Linked DNA regions of Mus musculus: region 2 is linked to region 1. A link is a contact called in public promoter capture Hi-C data. All regions are on one chromosome and are shown on one strand. The core of a region is the stretch at or near the end of the contact, and the rest is flanking DNA. Distances in the headings are between cores, read along the strand shown.

Evidence for each region. Promoter capture Hi-C pulls out the DNA fragments that hold promoters and counts their contacts.
Region 2: a promoter capture Hi-C map of hippocampal neurons shows a contact between it and region 1, with 8 times the contacts expected there. The contact joins the promoter of Rsu1 here to the enhancer-like site in region 1. A contact is called at or near these places in 11 of 39 promoter capture datasets (the 3T3-L1 cell line, the C10 cell line, the HPC-7 cell line and 6 more), 3 of 15 datasets of contacts at CTCF or cohesin (the NIH/3T3 cell line, embryonic stem cells and stem cell-derived epiblast-like cells), 31 of 484 Hi-C or Micro-C datasets (the 63-12 cell line, the Ba/F3 cell line, CD4 T cells and 17 more), 10 of 115 datasets of contacts at active chromatin or transcription factors (the 230-238 cell line, CD4 single positive thymocytes, bone marrow-derived dendritic cells and 5 more) and 3 of 9 other capture datasets (adipose tissue, liver and pancreatic islet).

The regions. Positions count from the first base shown.
Region 1 is chr2:12,707,881-12,710,623 of GRCm38.p6, reverse strand. No RefSeq gene overlaps it. Among named protein-coding and RNA genes, the nearest start is that of Pter, 210 kb to the left of the region's middle. Within about 2 kb of position 1,298, at least 50 of the 459 cell types and tissues checked have an H3K27ac peak or open chromatin away from gene starts, as enhancers often do. A contact at or near this core is called in the NIH/3T3 cell line, cerebral cortex and hippocampal neurons, where this site is marked.
Region 2 is chr2:13,270,139-13,272,947 of GRCm38.p6, reverse strand. It overlaps Rsu1 (Ras suppressor protein 1), which reads left to right and starts at 1,533. Exons shown (of 9, transcript NM_009105.4): 1 at 1,533-1,748; 2 at 1,926-2,037. The coding sequence starts at 1,929. It overlaps Gm13270 (a long non-coding RNA gene), which reads right to left and starts at 1,371. Exons shown (of 3, transcript XR_865976.2): 1 at 1,236-1,371.

The sequences.
Region 1 (2,743 bases), core at 49-2,548:
AATACCAAAGTCTGTGCGTTTTTTAATTTTGGCAATGTGGACGATTCCCTTCCTCCCTACCCCCCGTAAGGAGCCTAAGACTCACAAACATGGGCTGTTAGTAGAGAGATGAGAGTATTTTCAGACAGTGGAGGGATAAAATAGGAAGACCTGTAATTATCTGCAAATTCCTTTGGAATCCAGCAGCTGTATTTGAGATGCACACTTAACCAAACAACAGTAGTGTGGTACGTACATACAAAAATTAAGTGTTTATTTTTTTGTTGAGACTCTCTTTGTGCATAACATTTTCACTGATTTTTTTTTTTTTGGAGTGCGTGAGAAGAATCAAATTATGCTTATTAAAAATATGTGTTTCTGGAGGGATATGCATTCCTATAACCTTCATTATGATGCTCTTAATTAACCAATATGCTTCATAATAAAGTATCTGGCTGTCACTAAAATCAACACTTTTCAGTTATTAATAGATTAAGGAAAGAATGTTAATTTCTTCAAGCTCCATTTCATTTGGTCTCATTACTTCAGGAGCCAGATGGTTACAGGGCTGGACCTGTCAACAGCTACTGTGAGGGAGAATACATTGAGAAACACCAAACCCAAGTACAAACAACAGCAGAAAAATGAAGAAGGCGGTAGCCGCACACCATGTGCAGGGCAGGGCAGAAAGTTATTCTGACAATAAATAAAATTATGAATCAGATCATTCTAATTGAGGATTTGAACAAATGCCCGCTTGTTCTTCCTCTTCCCCGTTATACCCCTCCCCAAATAACCACCAAGCGGGGCTCCAGCTGTGTGCTGAGACACTCGCCATTGTTCAAGCGCCCGCGATTTCTCTTATCTCTAGGGCTGCCAGTATTTGACAGTTCTCCTACACTCTTGGTTGATGGATGATGTCAATGCAGAGGAGACAGTACCACCAGCAGCCAATTTTTTCAAGATGTTTTCTTCTTTGATTTAAAAAAAAAATCACTTCTGAGTGCTTCAGAAAGCAGTCTGTCTCTCCAACCTGGCTTTTCACGACTTCATCCCACCCCGTTTGCAGGCCACACGTGGGTGAGGTAGTTGTTCCTCGTATCCTGAACATTGGTGAAACCTATCCCCAGGTTTCCCAGCAACCTCCATGAGCACAGCATTCAGTAATTCAGGCATCCCACAGACACGTACAAAGCAAAAACCAGATGCTGGCAACTTAGACCACGGTTTTGGTGAATTTCTATGCTCTGACTATGCCAGTTTCTCTTATCTGCCAAAGAAAGACACTGTGTTCTCCGTGTGAAGTATTTGTTCAAGTGTGAAGTGTTATGCAACTTGTAATCCTATGCCACAATAGCAGCTCATGGGCACGATTCTGTGTCTACTCATTCTTAACCGCAGATGTGTAAAAACCTGCCCCCTAGTGGACATGAAGCAATTTGCAAGCTGCTTCTCTCCTACCCCAAACCCCATCTCCACCCTTTTAAAGGGTGGGGTTCTTCTAATTGTACAGAGTTGCTGGACATTAGCACCTATAAGTCTAGCAGATGAAAATTAAGGCATTCAGGACCCGAAGAAATCTTAGAGTTTTTCTGTTCAAACCTTGCATTTTACTAATTAGAAAAAAATCAAGAAATCACAAGAACTTCTACGGTACCAGGTCCTAGATAACACCTAACCTGTTTCAGATCTGCAAACGGAAGGGTCAATAGAATCCAAGCTGCCCTTGGACGATGGATCATAATAAGTTAAGTGCGTCATCATCTCTTTATAAATCAAGAAGTTCATTAACCTCCAGGCATGTCCTTCCCGTGTGTTGTAGAAAGACTACTATGTTCCAGGCATCAGAACAGACACTGGAGACAGCTGCAGAGCGAATGTGTATCCAGACAGCAACTTCTCTCAGCAATAGTTTTAGCTTTTCCAGGAAACGAATTTTACTTAAATAGCCAAACCAAACAGGAAGCATGCTTAAAATTTACTTAGCACTGACTGTGACTAAAAGAACATTACTTTTGCAATATGTCCTCTACATACAGGGATAAAAATCCTTATACACTATTCTTTAACCGGATTGGTGATGTGCACTTTAACAGGGAACGAATCCAGTTAAAGTCTAAGGAAATTTCTGCCAGCTCTGATGAGAACTATCACTTGTATTTCTTAATGCTTCTCTTTGAAATGTTCAAGCATTGCCAGTCTGTTCTGTTTTGCTAGTCCAGGTTAGCTGGGACTGGGAACCTCTAGAGACCTTTTAAGCTAAGGTCCTGATGCCATAAGTGACTAACTCTGTATTTTAGGTTTTTATCCTTGTCTTCAGAATCACTGGCACCTATTTTCCAATGAAATGTGAAAGAGTTAGCTGCAATTAATGGCAGTAGCTGTCTATTTCCAACCACTCAAGAAGCTGAGGCTTGTAAACCTGGAGTTTTACATAAGTCTGGGCAACATAAAAGAGATATGGTCTCAAACAATTAATTAGTGGCTAAGTACACTGACTCTGGAGAACAGAGCACATTCCTACTGGTGTAGATATTGAAGATATTAAGAACATTCCATGCTTAAACTGTTAGTGGTGATTTTTTTTTTTTAAGAGCAACTTTCAAAAACAGGGGAATGGTTCATGAGAAATACATTGCTCTGCTCAAAATTCAAAGTGATAATAGATCCACTGAGTACTTGGAAAAGCAGTGTGCATCCTTCCCTCTAGAGTTACCTCCTTAACTGAATAGGAGAATGTTAATTTTAAATGTGTCACTGAGTT
Region 2 (2,809 bases), core at 284-2,783, 560 kb before region 1:
TAATGTGAGGGTGCAAAGAAAGGCGGCAGTCTCCAGGCTAAGGGGGCAGGGTAGGGGTAGAAGACATCAAATCTTCCTGCATTTGACTTTGGGCTTCCAGCCTTCAGAATTATGGCGTTTTGTTACACCAGCCCTAAATGATGCTTTAAACTTATATAGTAAAACTATCTCCATCAGAAACAGCCAGAGAAAAACTATCAGTAACCTTTCAAAAAGCACTAATAAATATTGATGCTTTGGGCTTAGAGGGCTCACAGAAACTGAAACTGCATCCACAGCTTGTATGAGACTGTGCTAGATCAGTGCTCTCAGCAAATGTCTAGCTTAAGAAGTGATGAGGCAAGCCGGGCGTGGTGGCACATGCCTTTAATCCCAGCACTTGGGAGGCAGAAGCAGGCGGATTTCTGAGTTCGAGGCCAGCCTGGTCTACAGAGTGAGTTCCAGGACAGCCAGGACTATACAGAGAAACCCTGTCTCGAAAAACCAAAAAAAAAAAAAAAAAAAAAAGTGATGAGGCCTGGACAATGCAAGTTGCCTGCATTGCAAGTATCATCGTTTCATCTGAAGTGTGTTTAAGGAGAAATTTCTGCTTTCAAATTCAAAGTGCCGAATCTTTTTCTAGTACCTGCTTGGCTCATTGCTTATATATGTGTGTCTAAACTTCTGCACGTCTGTCTGACTGCTTATCTGTCATGTACCTAATGCCAGAGGAATAATTCTGGAATGATTTCCTATTTAATAGTGTGAAATTGTCACTAAGATTAAGTTTTTTACTGGGTCATCAAGATCTAGTCATTAGGAGGTAGAACCCAGAGGGTCAGCAGAAAGTTTATCTATCTATCTATCTATCTATCTATCTATCTATCTATCCATCCATTCTATTTGAAGAAAGTGGGAGAGTTCTAAGAGCCAAGATTTCACGGTTCATGGGTGTAAACACCAACTCAGACTTCTGACATAGTCGTGGTTTACTGTTAGCATCTAACCCTAAGGGAGATAGATTCCAGTTCCCAAGACCAAAAGGAACGGAGCAAAACAGTTAGATACAGAAACCTGTGAGTTACCAGCTGAGGACATAAGTTTCGGGCGGAATCTTTGTCTTCAGAATCTTTACCATAATCCAGACCTCATACCTCCACCAGGTCTGCGACAGCCAGGGGCACACGAGGGACTCACGGTAACAACTCTCCGTGGGAGGGGACCGGCAACGAAAGACGCAGGACAAAAGAGAGTACCTGACTTGTGGATTTCTCAGGACGGAACTCCAAATCCCTCAACACAAGCTGCATTCTAAGAGTCTACCTCGGTACCAGCGACCAGCTTAGAATCCCCTGCTTCCGCCCACAGAACTTTGTCCTTCAGCTAGCTTACTGAGCATGCGCAGAATCTAGATCACATGCACTTGCTGAGTCCAATTCAAGTTCCAAACTCAAGAAGATGGGCGTTCCTCAGCGTAGGGCGGAGTCTCTGAGACTAAAACGTGTACGATTGGTCCGCCTCGGGGTCCACTTTCTTCAGTGGGCAGAGCCTCGCCTGGAGCCACAGCTGGGAAACAGTTCTCCTAATTTGGGAAGTGTCAGGCCGGGAGGGGCGTGGGGTTGGCCGGATTTTGTGTGCGCCTGCGCGATCGCTGGGACAGGGTGTGTTCCTGCTGCGGGATCCTGTTTTCGGCTGATCCAGTTCATCGCTCTCCACCCGAGTTTCCCTTGCAGGTCCCTAATCACACCCACCAGGTGTTGCTCGCTGCGGTGAGTGTGCGGGGTCCAAGTCCTCCATTAAGGACTCCATGGTGATACCCATTCTCCCCTAGGCAGCCCTGGAGAATTCAGCCTGGGCCTCTGCTCCTTTCCTGCCTTAACCTGCCCCACAACCCCCAGGCTCCCATTTTTGCCATCATCCACGTGCTTTGTTGTCCTTTGCTACAGAACATGTCCAAGTCACTGAAGAAGCTGGTGGAGGAGAGCAGGGAGAAGAACCAGCCGGAAGTGGACATGAGTGACAGGGGTATCTCCAGTATGTTGGATGTCAACGGCTTGTGTAAGTTCTCTTGGACAGTTGCTAAGTTTGTAAGTAACTGCTCTCTTGGGAGGCGAGTTTCGGAAGCCTGCCATTCCACCTTTGCTCGTCACTTGGTCACTTGTCAGGAGCTTGCAAACCACAGTTAGTTCTGCTGGGACTGGTGAACCAGATGAGAACGTCACACGAGGTGTGCTGCAGTTCCTTCTCAGCGGGTGAGGGAGCTTCATAGCTTTGAAGTCCATCTTCCATGTAGTGTCCCAAGTAGCCATTTTTGTTTGTAATTTGGAAGTCACGTTTTACTCTATGAATCATGAGCTGGTGGTACTCAAAAATTACATGCATAGTAAGAATTCTTGTGCCAGTAGTATTTTCAACATTTTCCTTCATTACGTATTCCTGGGTCATTCTCCCATTTGTGTTCAGGCATTGCTCAATCTTGTGATCCAAGCTCAGCACCCGTTTAATCAGGGTGTTGCTTTCAGCTGTGAACTTATATGACTCTTACTTTATTGTTTTTTTCTCATCTGTAAAACCAGACAGGGAACTCAGTACAAGTGGGAATGGTCATAAACTCCATTGCCTGTGCCCTTCTCATGGGCATCTCCTCTTCTCCACATGGAGACGGTTATCCCCATGTGTAAATGCTGCATCACTATCGCCAGATTTTGTGTTGAGAATTCTAGTGTCCACTTTTTCATGATCTTTAAATTCTGCAAACTAATTCTGGTCTTTGAAAACACTTTTTAAGTAAGTCACCACGCTTCTGTAGGTTCCTGTGACTTCATTTGGA